Linked DNA regions of Mus musculus: all the other regions are linked to region 1. The links are chromatin contacts, called in public Hi-C maps. All regions are on one chromosome and are shown on one strand. Each heading gives the region's core, a stretch centred on a gene start, on an enhancer-like site or on the middle of the called end of the contact. The rest is flanking DNA. Distances are from core to core; before and after follow the strand shown. Region 1 overlaps Wdr25 (WD repeat domain 25). Region 2 has its middle 35 kb from the start of Dlk1. Region 3 has its middle 15 kb from the start of Dlk1.

Region 1 (4,641 bases), core at 1,340-3,839:
ACCCCATAATTAAAAAGACCCTGAAGACATCACCAGGAAATCTGAGAGCTTCAGCAAAATCAATACACAATAATTAGTGGTTTTCTATACTTCAACATGGATGCTGAAAAAAAAAAATAGTAAGTACATTTTAAAAACTACTCAGCATCCTTATCCATAAGAAAAAATTAAAACAACTCTCAGATTCCCTCTCACTCAGTAAGAATAGCCAAAATCAGCAAACAGACAAGTGCTGGCAAAAATGAAGGGGCTTCCTCACTGCTGGGGAGCGCGTGCACTCGTGCATCCTGTGCGGAGTCAGTACAGAGGCTACACCAACGCCTAGGATACAACTGTATGACCCAGCTACCCACACCTGGGTCCATCCCAAAGGAGCCTGTGTCGGGATCCACAGAGGTGCCTGCATAGCCATGTTCACGGCAGAACTGTTCACAACAGCCAAGGCAGAAAACCAGCATCCATGCCCTCAATACGTAAATGGAAAAAGAAACATTAGAGGGCTATGGAAATGCTCAGCTGTTTAGATCCCCAAACCCATACACAATAGCAAGTCTCTGCAAGCCCAGCTCTCCAACAAGAGGTAGAAACAGAAAAATCCCAGGAGACTGTGAGCCAAATAGACTGGTATACAGAAATAAAGAGAGACTGCGTCAAACAAGGTGGAAGGCGAAGGCTAACACCTGAGGTTGTCTTCTGACCCTACAAGTAAGTAGTAGTGTGTACAAATCGTGCGTATACATATACACATACCTACACTACACATAAACAAAACAAGATTTTTTTTAAAGGTTTGTATATATGCATATGCACCCACAATGGAGTTTTATTCCACTGTAAAGAATGAAATAGCCAGGTACACACCTTCAATCCCAATGGTCAGAAGGCAGAGGCAAGTAGATCTCTGAGTTCAAGACCAGATTGATCCACAGAGTGAATTCTAGGACAGCCAAGGCTACACAGAGAGATCCTGCCTCACTAAAGAGAGGAGGAGAGTGTAATTCTGTCACAGGAAACCGGATGGAACTGGGAATTGTCACATTAAACTAAAGTAGACAGAATCAGAAAGACAGACAGACCTTGCATGTTTCCTCACAAATAAAATGTAGGTTAAAATAAGAGTAAACAGAGGCACGTGTGGGGAGGAATCTAAGCAAACAGGATAGCAAGCAGGGGGGCGAGAGCACGCATGGTGCATGTCTTTCACTCAGGCAAACACGGTCTGCTTTGGGGGGGGGTTGGCTTTTGTTTTCTTTGTAGTTTTGTTGTTGATGGGTTTTTTGTTGTTGTTGTTGTTCTTGGTGGTAGTAGTGGTGGTGCTTCTGGTTTGTTTGTTTGTTTGTTTGTTTGTTTAGATAGAATCTTACCATATAGTCCTGGCTGACCGGAACTCAGAGATCCACCTGCTTCTGCTTCCTGACAGCTAGGATTAAAGAGCACACCACTGTACCTCACTTAAAGTATGTGTGTGAGGGGGAGGGGGAGGGAGAGAGGGAGAGGGGGAGGGAGGGGGGGGAGACCCAGAGACCAGGGGAAATGAGGGAGGGATCAGATAGGAGCTAAGTACAATGATATACACATATAAAATGTAATTAAATCCATTCATTTATACATTAACCAAAATTTACTCTTTACACTTGCCCCCCACACGGCTCCCTCGCCCACTCAGTCTGACAGTCTATCCTGCCCCCAAACAGCACATAGCCCCCCATCCAAATCTGCCTGTGCCTCCACCTGCCACTGCAGCTCCTAGGGAAAGTCCCCCAAGCCCACACCTTGGAATGTCAGAATCTGCTAACCAATGACTAAGTAGACTGTTGAACAGAGTGCCTCCTGTGTGTTCATGACGGTGATGCCAGAGAGTTCTGGAAAACAGAGTCTTGTCTCTGGCCTGGTTTCAGGACCAAATCAGGCAGGGCTCTGTCTGTCTGCCTTGGCTGATTAAAGTGATGAACAGGAAGTAAGCACAGGCTGTTTACTGGCCCCACACCGAGTCCTCTCAAAATGCCAGGGACTGGGTACTTTGACACAAATTCAGCAACAGCATCTTTAATCATTTCAGGGTTAATAAAAAATGTCAATTATGTTTGTCATCATGGTTATCCTGGGGGAACAATCCCAGCACAGACAATCTTTGGCCAAATGACAGCCTGCACTATTTGTCACAGGTCCTTCCAGCTGCCTCACTGATGAATTAATCGAGTTGGTTGCCTCCCCCTGGCCAATCCATTCATAAATAATCAGAAGTAATATGGATCTCGCAAATAAGCCTGACCTGCAGATCGCTATCCCTAAAGAAGAAAGGCAATAAACATTAGGGACAAGGCTCCAAGTCCATCTGAAGGAGGACACCTGCTGGGGAAGCGCCAGGCTCCCCCACACGGGCAGCACGCAGCACGCCTGTCTGTGCAGTGGAGTTCTTCTCCTGTGGAGCTCAGTACAGGTCCCCACAGGGCACAGCTTCTGCATCAGGCTCATCAGCCTCTCCCTGCTCCCACCCCCCAACCTCATTATGGGGCCCCATTCTACAGCTAACACAAAACAGGAGCTCAGAACAGCCTGGAGAGGCAAGCCTCCTGGGGACTAAAAGCCAGGTGTCTAGCGCCACCCTGCTGCCCACAGCCAAAAGGGCTGGCTGAGTGCTGCTGGTCTCCACTGGAGTAGGAGGGGTTCGCAGCCAAGGAATCCTGGAGTGCTCTACTGGGCAGGAGCAAATGCATCAGAACACTGCCTACAACAACTGCCTTCAATGTGCAGCAGGAAGTGGAATCCCGGGGGGAAACACTACCTTCTACCCCTGAGTTACTTCAAACAATGCTCTCAGAAAACCTGCCTCAATTAAACATTCTATCAAAGAGTAGCGTGACAGGAACAGGACAGGACAGCTTTCTACATACAGCTCTTCACACGGAGTCCTGTCTCGGAGACATGGATCTGAGCCCTGGGACAAACTTCCCACCTTCCCCCCAGCACCTGAGCACACTCTGACTATCCCTGTTAACACCAATGCTTTACCAAATCCTCAGACATTCAAGTCATTTGTATTTTCAGAGAGAACACGGACAGCGAGAGATATCTGCGAGTATTCCCGGAGCTGATGTTAAAGCTGTAGCAATTCAAAGGGTTAAGCTGAGCATAACTCCTCAGAGATCACTGTTAGCTTTCTTGCCTTGCTGTCACATAAAACGTGTCCACCCCCACACGGCAACGGGGAGATGCCAACTGTCCTTCCAGAGAGTTCTGTTGCAAGTGAGAAACCCAGATGACACACTTCTTCCACAGCCCAGCAGTCATTAGGTTTACAAGTTCGCTTTCATGAGACAGGCAAACCTTTATTCTGACAGCTTCCCTCAACTGCTGGCAGGCCTAGCTCCTTCCTAAGCATTAAGATCTCATGAATGGCTACAATGGTGGTACATACTGTGCCAGGCTGCCATTCACTCAATCCTATTGGCAGCCAGCCATGTGATATACATGTGAGATGGGACCCGTGGATGAACCTGACCAGCCAGGGATGCCCAGGCAGAGCCTCCATGTTGAGAGTATCTGCCTGAGTCAATGCATGACAGCCATGGCTTACACATGCTACTTATAACCAGCAACCACCCAAGATGATGTCATGCCATACATCACCAGCAAGTAAAGGGCAAGAGGAGAAGTGGCACCTTCCTAGGACACAGTCAGAAAGTGCCCAAGAAGGCTCTGGCCCACTGCTCCATGCCACACTGCTGGGCTGTCTCAGAGCAGGGTAACCTGATCACGAGCCAGAAAGCACAGGCCTCAAGAGAGGTGCTTGAAGTAACTACAATTTAGAAGACTGACTATGCTGAACTCAAATCTTAGCTCTGCCTGTTACCAGCTGTGTGGCCCTAAGCCTCATACTATACCTCTCTGAGTCTTCCTTTTCTTAGATATAAGATAGGGAAAATGTATGGAACTTTATGGGGTGGCTAGAAGATTAAAAAAGGCTAAACATGATGTAAAGCCACTGGCCTGAGCCTTCTTAGTCAACTGTGCTAAAAACTGGCTTCAGAAGAATGAGCTTAAGAGTCAGACCCACATCCCAGCACTCGGGAGGCAGAGGCAGGCAGATCTCACAGAGAGAGAGAGAAAGAGACAGAGAGAGAGAGAGGGAGAGAGAGAGAGAGAGAGAGAATGAACCAGACCCACTGCCAACCCCACCCTCCAGAGCAGACCATCCAGTTGGAAGATGGTGGATATGGGGGCTAAACCTGCAGGCCCTAGGCTGGCTCAGCTCCCCATAGCTATGGGGCAGTGCAAGGGTTAAGGAGCTGGTGTCTAGCACAGAGGGGGTGTTCAATAAAAGCTCATTCAATTCAATTTGACTTAATTAAAAAACCGTTCTCATAGCCCTGGGAAGAGCAGGAACACAGAGGGCTAAAACTCCAAGCTGAAATCCATTTGAAGCTATAAATCCCAAGCCCTGCCAATGGGTGCATTTTCTTATTAAGCGACAATATTATAAAGCTCTTCTGAATTCCTAGTAATGTTTAAGAGCCCTGTCTTCATCAGGCTGAAAGCTGTTGTCAAGTCACAAAGAACTTGAAGGGGATCTAAAGACAACTGATGAAAAGGACCAACGGAAACTAAGTTTCCCGAACATATCAAATGATTCCGAGGCCG
Region 2 (4,326 bases), core at 1,311-3,810, 460 kb before region 1:
GCCACTTCTTGGGTTCTCTGCACCTTGGCCCCAGCCTGGCGCCTGGCAGGCAGTGGGTTGGCCCAGCTTGGGTGACCAATGACCCACTTCAGAGACATATGTGGAGAAGTAACTGGGTCAGAACCAGCCAGAGAACAACAGGGCTAGACTACTGTCTGGGTCCTCTTGTTACATCTTATGGGGGTCTGTCTCCCCACCAAACCCAGTGGCTTTCATTAGCTTCTTTCACTGTGGAATAGCTCTGTGGAGTGTGATTACAAAGCCCAGGGAACTCCTGGCTGCATCTAGTGCTGGTGTTGAAGATAATGCATTTTAAACAGCTCTAATTTTGAAAGGGTTCATTTGACCCCATCCCTATGGTGACCATATTTCCTAAACGCTGGGCTTATGATGCTGCCTGACACTTGCCTGGGCTGATGGATGGCCAGGGACAGGACAGAGTGTTTGCAGCTGATCTGTCTCGCCTCTGCTCTTCTCTTATTCTGCCCATGTGCCAGGCAGGATATTAAGAACTCACAGACGGCTGCTATCTTCACTTGTAATGGGTTGACTCCATGAAACCTATTTGGGAGGATATTATCTCTGCCTCGCGGTGGGAGGAGGGGCCTCTGGGAAAGAAGACACTCTGAGGACTAACTTTTTCCATTTTTTTGCCTATCATCTGCTGTCAGAGAAGCAGCTTCCCAGCGAGCATGGAGGTGGCCCTAGAGCGGGCTGTGGCTTCAAGGCAGGTGAGCCTGTCCGGGCTGGGTGCCAGTCACTCGTAATCACGGAGGCAAGCACTAATCGGCACTTTAAAAGTACCAGGCCATGTGCCAGGCCTGCTTGATGAGCTGCCTCAGCAGGACTTTCCAAGTTTCCCAGGAAATACGGTGCCTGATATCATCCCTTTTTGTAGGAAGCTTCTGGGTCTCAGAGAGGCTGAGACGCTTGCCCTAAAACACACAGCCAGCTCGGGAAGAACAGAGACGCTATGGTCAAATGGCGTCCTCAGGTGCCTCCCCTAAGCCATGCCCAAGTCCTCACTTACCTTGGTCCATGTGTGCATCACATTCACCTTTGAAGAAGAGGGTTCAATGGGAGCATTGGATTGCTGGTGAGGCTGGGAATACAGCCCACTGGATAGGTGCTTAAAGTCTGGGTTCAGTACCCAGCTCTGCACAAACTGTGCAGGTCTGTAGCCTCAGCACCCAAAAGCTGAGGCAGAAGGATCACAAGGTCAGTATTGCTCTTGGCTAGGTAGCAATATGGAGGCCAGCCTGAGCTACATGGCAACTGTGTCTCAGAGAGAAAGAGAGAGAGAGAGAGAGAGAGAAAGAGAGAGAGAGAGAGATAGGCAGAGAGACAGAGAGACAGAGAGACAGAGAGAGGATGGTGATGATAATGTGTACAGAGACCCATTTAGGGACACACTATTAGCAAGGAGAGCTCACTGGGTGAACTGTCTCCCATGCTATCATAAGGACCTGAATTCAGATTCCCAACACCCATGTAAAACTCAGACATTGTGACGCATGAATGTCACCCCAGCACTGGAGTGGTGGAGACTGAGACATCTTCTGAGGTAGTGGCCAGCCAGCCTGGTGGAATCCATGAGCTCCGGATTCTGTGTGAAGCCGTGTCTTATTTTGAGTAAAGACAGCGATCGAGGAAGATACCCAGCGGCGCCAACCTCTGGGTTCCACACATGCAGGCACCCTCGTAAACATGTGCAGAAAAAAAAAAAAAGCAATAAAAATAAACAAAACAGTAGCTGCTGTTATTAGGATTCCCACGTTCTGGGGTAAACTGAGGCACAGTCACCTTGGTTTGCCAACGATTTGCAGTGGGTGAAAGACACTGGCCTCCATAGCCTATGAACTTACGTCTGAAGAGTCTCAGCTTCCCTACCCCACCTTCTCATTCTGTGGCCAAGAGTAGAGGGAAACTGTCACCTTAGGGCCTGGAGGCACCTTTCACTTGAGTGAGCTACCCAAGACGCCATGAAAATGAATAAATCTTTATTTAAAAGCCATCAGTGCATGCTTGTCATTCCGGGGCCCAGGAGATGATGCTCAGCAGCCACATAGCTTAGTCTTAATGAGACATCTTCAGGCTGAGTAAGAGATCCCTATCTTACACCTCAAAGTGGACAGGCAGCACCTCACAGACACTGAGACGGTATTTACACAGACAGTGAGAAATGTCACTGAGCTCCACCTCCGACCTTCACATAAGACGCACACCCAGGCACTCAAACACACGTGAACATTCATGGGCACGCGTGCACACAGCATTACCGGCTCAAGCCTGAAAGACCTTGTTCCACACCTCTCTTTAATGTGGGGTGTGGTGAGCTAGACTGGGAAAGCTGATGGTGGTGGCAGCAAACACCCTGAATTCCAGTCTCCATTCTACCTACCCTTAGCAGCTGTGTGGCCTTGTGTGCATTACCTCCACTCTCTGTGCCTCTGGATCACCCCCTCTGTAGCTTGAGAGCTAGCCCTGCCCTTTACACAGTGAGTCCTGGGCCTAGAAGGAACAATGCCTGCAGCTTACCACACTTAGAGAAGACTTCATGCCTATCCTGGCTCACAGACCTGTCTCCCAGGCCTGTGTCATGTGCCACTGAGTGTCGCTTGTGGGAACATCCTTTGGGGACTGTCTTGCTTGTCTTGTTGTCCCCATTGCTCTATGAATTTGATTTAATAGGGTCCAGCAGCCCCCCCCCCCCAGTCCAAGTTTGGCCACGGTTTCCCCAGGGATACATGACAGAGGGACAATCCAAAGATGTGACACAAGCAGGGGCTGAGCAGCTCCCTAGCAAGAGGAAAATTCTAGAACGCGAGTCAGGGCTCCATCCCTTGGTTTTTAAGATTCCCTGAGCTTCCCACTTGCAGTAGAAACAGCTTACTTTCAGATTAGTCAGCCAGTGTGAGTCAGTCAGGGCCTCACCAGCCCTGCCTGTGGAATATTGATGCAGTCTGCTCTGCCAAGGGGGCGGAGGGGCCTCCTGGGGGCCCAGGGCCCCTGCCTGCAGCCATTCCATCCGTTTCAAGGTTTGCTCAGTGCCTCACCACGCACACAGGCAGCCCCTTCCTTGTTTCTCTGGCCCAACATCACCGCCCCCCCTCCAGAGACAGGGTGATTAATCCCCCCATACCGGAGGAGCAGGGGCCAAGCAGCCACATAAGTCATGCCCACGCTGACAGCAGGCAAGGTAGACGCCCAGAGCTTTGGCCTTGGTGCACGTTGGGGAGGGAGGCCCCATTGGCCTTCTGCTCTGAAGGGGGAGAGGGGCCTGGAAAGCAGATTGCACACAGAGCAGTGTTGTCTCCAAGAGGAGAGGGGAGAGCAGCCCACACCCTTTGAGGCGCCATAGTCCCCTCCTTCCTGGATTCACGTGCTCTCATTCCTTCATGTGCTCACAGCCCTTTGCTGATCGCCCCCCTCCCTGGGGCTCCCAGTGGAGCCCTGCCTAGACCTAGACTGGCCGTGGGGTCTTGTGGAGAGAGACAGCTCCCACATGAGGGACACCCAGGGAAAACAGGCCACGTGGGCCTAGTAAGGTGAGGCCGCCTGGCCGTGGAGGGGCGTGCAGGCAGAACTGTAGGGAGGAGAAGCCTCAGCTTGAAGCCCAGGGTTGGATCCCGAGGAAGTGGCATTCCTGGCTCATTGTCACTGTGGCATGGGGACCAGAGCGAGAGGGGCCTGTGAGACAGAGGACATGGCCTTAGCAGGGATGAGACAGAGGACAAAGGCAATAATGTATGAACCAGAGGGGGAGGTCAACCCCGTCTCTCCAGATGTCCCCAAGGCTGCATGTGGAGCCAGGATGGGGTTTCTGGGGAGGGCTGGGGGGTATTCAGGAAAGCTGCTGTAAGGTCACAGGAGGGCCAGTGGAAAATGTCTTCACCTGTCTGGAGCCTGTCCCCAGGGTGGGGAGAAGGACAAGAGGGAGAGTCAGCTCTTCATTCCTTCTAGCTGACAAGGAGCTTAGACTTGTCTGCAGTTGACAGATTCCAGGATTCTCTACCTGTCCCTTACCCTCCTCACTGTAACTCCAACACACCCAGCTCTGACATTTCTTGGCCTCCCTCCATTCTCTAGGGGGTCACCTAAGTCCTCTGAGATCATGTTTAGAATGTTGCAGAAACCCGGGGCCGGATTGGATTGCCTGGCTCTCCTCCCATTGTTTTGTAGGCCTCTCCTGAATTGCTGGAGATGTGGGGAAAGCGAAGACGCAGGATATTCCTGCCTGGTGCCCCCTGTCCATCCCTGAGCTACATACACAAAGAAAATCGGCTCTCCCTTGAGGTTAATCCATTCTCCTTTCCAAGGGTCAGG
Region 3 (4,568 bases), core at 1,453-3,952, 480 kb before region 1:
AGAAACTGAAGGAGGTGGTCACCCTTTCCATGTGATCTGAAGGGTGCCACAACTGTCTGCCTCCCACTCCAAGGACTCCATAGCCACTTGACTTCCCATTTGTAGTCAGGCACCCCAGTACTCAGTTTCGAGGACTTTGATTGAACAGTTGTCACATATTCATTCCATGGATCTCTGAAAGAGGAGGCTAAGGCACTATATGCCCATAGCCCCTCGAAAGGGTTGGGGGAGGGTGGGCCACAGGGAGAGCCTGAAACAGAAGGACAAGGGAGTATGTTACCACTACCTGCCCAAATTGTCCTTATTACAACCATGGAATGTAGCCATTGAGCCTCAGGGTGACAGAGCCTCTCTCAAGGGTGGGGGCAGCCAGGCCACCTGCTTGGGATGTCCTGACCATGATTGGCTAGTGGGTTGCTTGTGGGTACCCTGGAGCCCCAAATTATCTCGGAGCTTCTCTGCTCCTGTCTGCTCCTTAGTTCTGCTTATGATAGAGAAGACTGTCCGGAACAAAGCCTTGGCCGTGTTCCCAGGTTCCACATCTGCCTGTCTCCCCTCCCCCCCAGGTCTCTCAGCCCCCAACCCCCACTTGTCGAGACAGAGCAGGCAGGGAGGGCTTTGCAGACACAGATGGGGGCATCCGTGTGTTCCCTGGCCCCGACTTTGTGGAAACATCTGTGGTGGCTCTCTCTCAGAAAGGACACTGAGAAGCTCTTGATAGCCATACTAGGAAGGCAGGGCAAACCAGCACAGAGGACAGATCTGACCGTGGGATCAACAGCATCATCCATGGAACAAATTCAAAGAGGGTCCGGGAGTGTCAACCTGGGAACTGGCCATAGGAGTCCATGGGCGAGTGGAGAAGGAGCCTGTGGATCCCAGTGTTGGGCCTGGCACAATTCTGCACTCCTGCCCAGAGCCTTAATATCTCCTCTGACCTTGGAGACAGTTACAATAAAGCCCACCGTAAACTGGTGTCCACTAGGGCAAGGTCAGATGTCCCTCTGTCCCTTCTTGTCTTCCCTGGGGTCTTCCTCCTGTGCTGCCCCAGACACTGAGAGGCTCATGTCCCATGTGGCCACTTGCCTCCGCCCCAGAATTCAATCCCTGTTGTTTACTTGTTCACTTCTGCCACTTGTCAGGACACAAGTGTGTCCTGTAGAGTCTGGCCTGGACAAAAGATCCCAACAAGTTCCAGCTTGGCCGTTTATGCAGAGCCTAGAGAAGAATAGAGCTCATTTGGCATGCTCGCTGGTAAAGCCACTGCTCAGCACTGGGAATGCCACTGGCAAGTCTGGAAGGCTCTAAAGAGTGTCTGAACTGATAGCCTGAGTGTGGACTTCAGCTCCCATATTGGAGGAAGAAACAAGAGTTTTGAAAAGAGGATCGTGTCTAGAGTTTCATGTCTCAGAGCTAAGGAAACATAGATAGACACTAGCACGCTGGACACCCTTCTTGGCCCCTCTCTAACCTTGTTACTGGGCCTTTGAAGTGGGAGCAACGTGGAGCAGACCTTGTAAGCACATTCTAGTCTGCTACATGCCTAGTGGAAGGAAAATGTATGCGGGGAAGAACAGGCCACAACAACTGAAGTAGAGTCCCCAGCCCTGGGCAACAGCCCCGAGACGGACAGAGTACGCAGGTCAGGTCAGACTGTGTGAGCTACTCTAGCTGGGCCCCAGGAGAGCCACTAGGCCCCAGCAGGGCCTTTGGAAGACATCCCAGTGGAGGTAGAGATGGGCCTTGATAGGTTCAAAGGAGTGTGCCAATTCAGGGGAGGGGGAGGTCTTCCCGGCAACAGGAGGAAGCCCAGCCAGGGCAGGCCAGGCACCCGGGCGCCTGGCTATTTTGGGAGCTGAGTCTCAGAAGAGTGAGGGGAGCAGCTGTCCCTAAGGAGGTGAAGCTTGGAGGGGTCCCCAACATGACCTTACTGGGCATTGCCACAGGAAAAGCTCAGGCAGGTTCCAAGAAGTGAAGCTACAAGGTCAGAGCCTTAAGAAGCCCCAGCGGTCACCGTGGCAGCCATGGTGGAAGAAGGGCATGGCGACAGCTGAAAGGCCAAGGGGCAGAGATGGGGTAGAGGAAGAGGAGTGGGGTGCTGTGGGGCGTGGCTGGAGTAGGGAAGATAGAGGAGAGACACAGAAGTAGAAGTTTAAAGGCAGTTCTCCTCCTTAGCAAGTCCCCCTCCCACTCCTGCGTCTGTTCCGTTTAACACAGACAGGGAAAATACATTCACATATCCCCAAGATGAGTAGTGGTAAGATTTAAAAAAAAAAAGAAAGAAAGAAAGAAAGAAAGAAAGAAAGAAAGAAAGAAAGAAAGAAAGAAAGAAAGAAAGAAAGGCTCCAGACAGAACAGTGTGTATATAATGAACTCATTTATGTAGTGTGAAAGGGAACGTACCAGATCCACTTTTCTATGTATATGTTTACACAGACATAGATGTTTCAGGAAGATCACACAAGAAACTGTTACTGCATTCACCTCTGCTGAGTGGGCGGGGACTGGGGTGGAAGGAGGATTCACTCCTTAAAGTGTCGTGCGGAAGAGAGTCAGTGTTACTCTTTAAACCACTTCTAAAAGAAAAAGAAACAGAGTGGGGGAGATGGCGGCATCTGGCTTATATCCATACATGGCCGGATGTGGTTATCTGGAAGGCAGTGCAGGCCTGAAGGCCCCAGAAGGCTCGCCCTACTCCCCCTTTGCGTGCCTCAACTTTTCTACCACCCTGGGTCCCGCTGGCTCCCCGGGCAGCACACCTGCCCCGCCTAGCGCCCCTGCTCTCGGCGAGCTGGCTGCGCCCCCTGCCGGCGGGTCTCCTGGCCTCGCCTCGCCAACGTGGAGGAGGAAGAGGGCTGGAAGGCGCCTACTCTGCAGCAGTTACCAGTTCATCCCCGGGATGTCTGCATTTCCTCAGAGAGTGGCTCCTGTAGGGAACAGATAAGAGGAGAGCCGTTGTGAATGAATGCAGGCAAGGGGAGCCTATTCATTATCGTTTTCAGCCTAATGAAGCCCTCTGAAGGTTCTCTTCAGAGTGATAAATCCCTCCAGGGCCCCAGTCCTTCCAGTCACGAAGCCACAGGCTTGTCATAACTCATGTCCCAGGAACCATACTGCTTGTTCCAAACTTCCTCAATACAGGCTGCTCAGGAGGCCCAAGAGGAAGACCGATAACAAATTTTTGGAAGCACAGACGTTCCCAGGCATTGATTGTCCAGGCATTCTGACGGATAGTTCTGGGGGTTCACTCCTCCCCGTGGCCCAATCCTATCAGCCTTGGCAGTGTGGGGGCCGGGCAGAGGAAGCTGGCAGAGTCAGCTGTGTATGAGGAGAGGGGACCCAAAGACAGCCAGGAGTCTGTAACTGTGGTAATGGGCCGTCTAAAACGTGGGGGATGTGAGAGGGGTCCTTGTTCTCCCGAGCAAGGTATTTTTTTTGGGCAGTCATATGGGGTGGAAGGTGCCTCAAGCCTGCAGAGTTCCTCCCTCCCCAACTAGGCCCCCTGCCTTCCAGTCACTGCTCCTGACGTCCGTTCCCAGCAAACGCAGCCAGGTGGCTGGATGCTCTCACCCCTCATGGGAGCAGAACAGACAGCTACGTGAGACACAGTCCAGACTACGGCCTGTTCCATACAGTTTCCCATCCGTACAGCCAGGCTTGGCCAAATGGCTCCCTGGTGTCAGGGCGGTGAAGGTCTTCTACATCCCCTCAGCAGGAGGGGCGCACAGAAGAGGCCCGTTCAGGGGTGTGTGAGGATGCGGAAGGGAGCCAGAGGCCCAGGCAGGGGCTGTTTCTCTGTGTGAACATGGAAAGAACGAAGCCCTGCTTCCTCCAGTGGCTTCTTCACCCACACTGCCCACCCCGATGTGTGAAGGACAGTCTCACTTTGCTCAGCTCTTGTGGTAACATCGTTCCCAGACCTTTGTCCTTCCCTATACAAACATAAAGCTCTCCCTAATGTGGTTCTCTGAAGGCCAGCGCCACTTTCACACAGACTCTGCGGTGACACGGATCTGAGACCTTTGGCCCTTCCTTGTACAAACAAGGGCCTTTTCCCAGAGTGGTCCTCTGTCCCGTCCACCCCCAATTAGGGAACGTGGGATGTACATCGGTCTCAGCCTGCCGTGGGGCTACTTTGAACAGGACAGAAGAGATATTTTGGGCTCTCCCCTTCCTGGAAGCCTGGTCCTGGCTGCCACCCCAGGGGGATATATGAGAAGAGTCCCGAGAGGTGTGGAAAGGGCGGGGCGGGGCAAGGCAGGGACTGCTCCAGCCTAGGACTGGTAGTGCCACCCAGAGGCCTGGGCCAGTAACTGACCTGTGGGAATCTGGGGGGAGGGGTGTCTCTGGGCCAGGTGTGGTTGTGGAGAACAGGACAGAGAAGGATCCTGAGTCTCTCTTTATGTCTTCTGCTGCTGCAGCCATATCTACAAAGCCCGGAGATGATCCCTTCTATTTCCCGTGCGTGGCCCTCTGGGTCCAGCATAGGGGCAGAAGGGAGCGTGTGAAGGCTGGGGGTTGCCTTTGAGTGGAGACTGAGTGCTCTGGCCAGGGAGTTTGCCTTTCAG

Evidence for each region. Hi-C and Micro-C count contacts between places; a contact is called where the count stands out from the background.
Region 2: a Hi-C map of cortical neurons shows a contact between it and region 1, with 2.6 times the contacts expected there. The contact joins two enhancer-like sites. A contact is called at or near these places in 2 of 484 Hi-C or Micro-C datasets (cortical neurons and nephron progenitors), 9 of 115 datasets of contacts at active chromatin or transcription factors (the NIH/3T3 cell line, bone marrow-derived dendritic cells, embryonic basal ganglia and 6 more) and 1 of 9 other capture datasets (embryonic stem cells).
Region 3: a contact with region 1 is called in a Hi-C map of the N1E-115 cell line, with 5 times the contacts expected there. The contact joins two enhancer-like sites. A contact is called at or near these places in 1 of 39 promoter capture datasets (hippocampal neurons), 1 of 15 datasets of contacts at CTCF or cohesin (the NIH/3T3 cell line), 1 of 484 Hi-C or Micro-C datasets (the N1E-115 cell line) and 7 of 115 datasets of contacts at active chromatin or transcription factors (astrocytes, craniofacial prominence, embryonic basal ganglia and 4 more).

Annotation. Positions count from the first base shown.
Region 1 is chr12:108,951,924-108,956,564 of GRCm38.p6, reverse strand. All of the region lies in intron 2 of Wdr25 (WD repeat domain 25), which reads right to left. Among named protein-coding and RNA genes, the nearest start is that of Wdr25, 60 kb to the right of the region's middle. Within about 2 kb of position 2,589, at least 50 of the 459 cell types and tissues checked have an H3K27ac peak or open chromatin away from gene starts, as enhancers often do. A contact at or near this core is called in the N1E-115 cell line, cortical neurons and forebrain, where this site is marked.
Region 2 is chr12:109,416,660-109,420,985 of GRCm38.p6, reverse strand. No RefSeq gene overlaps it. Among named protein-coding and RNA genes, the nearest start is that of Dlk1, 35 kb to the left of the region's middle. Within about 2 kb of position 2,560, at least 98 of the 459 cell types and tissues checked have an H3K27ac peak or open chromatin away from gene starts, as enhancers often do. A contact at or near this core is called in cortical neurons and forebrain, where this site is marked.
Region 3 is chr12:109,436,150-109,440,717 of GRCm38.p6, reverse strand. No RefSeq gene overlaps it. Among named protein-coding and RNA genes, the nearest start is that of Dlk1, 15 kb to the left of the region's middle. Within about 2 kb of position 2,702, at least 78 of the 459 cell types and tissues checked have an H3K27ac peak or open chromatin away from gene starts, as enhancers often do. A contact at or near this core is called in the N1E-115 cell line, where this site is marked.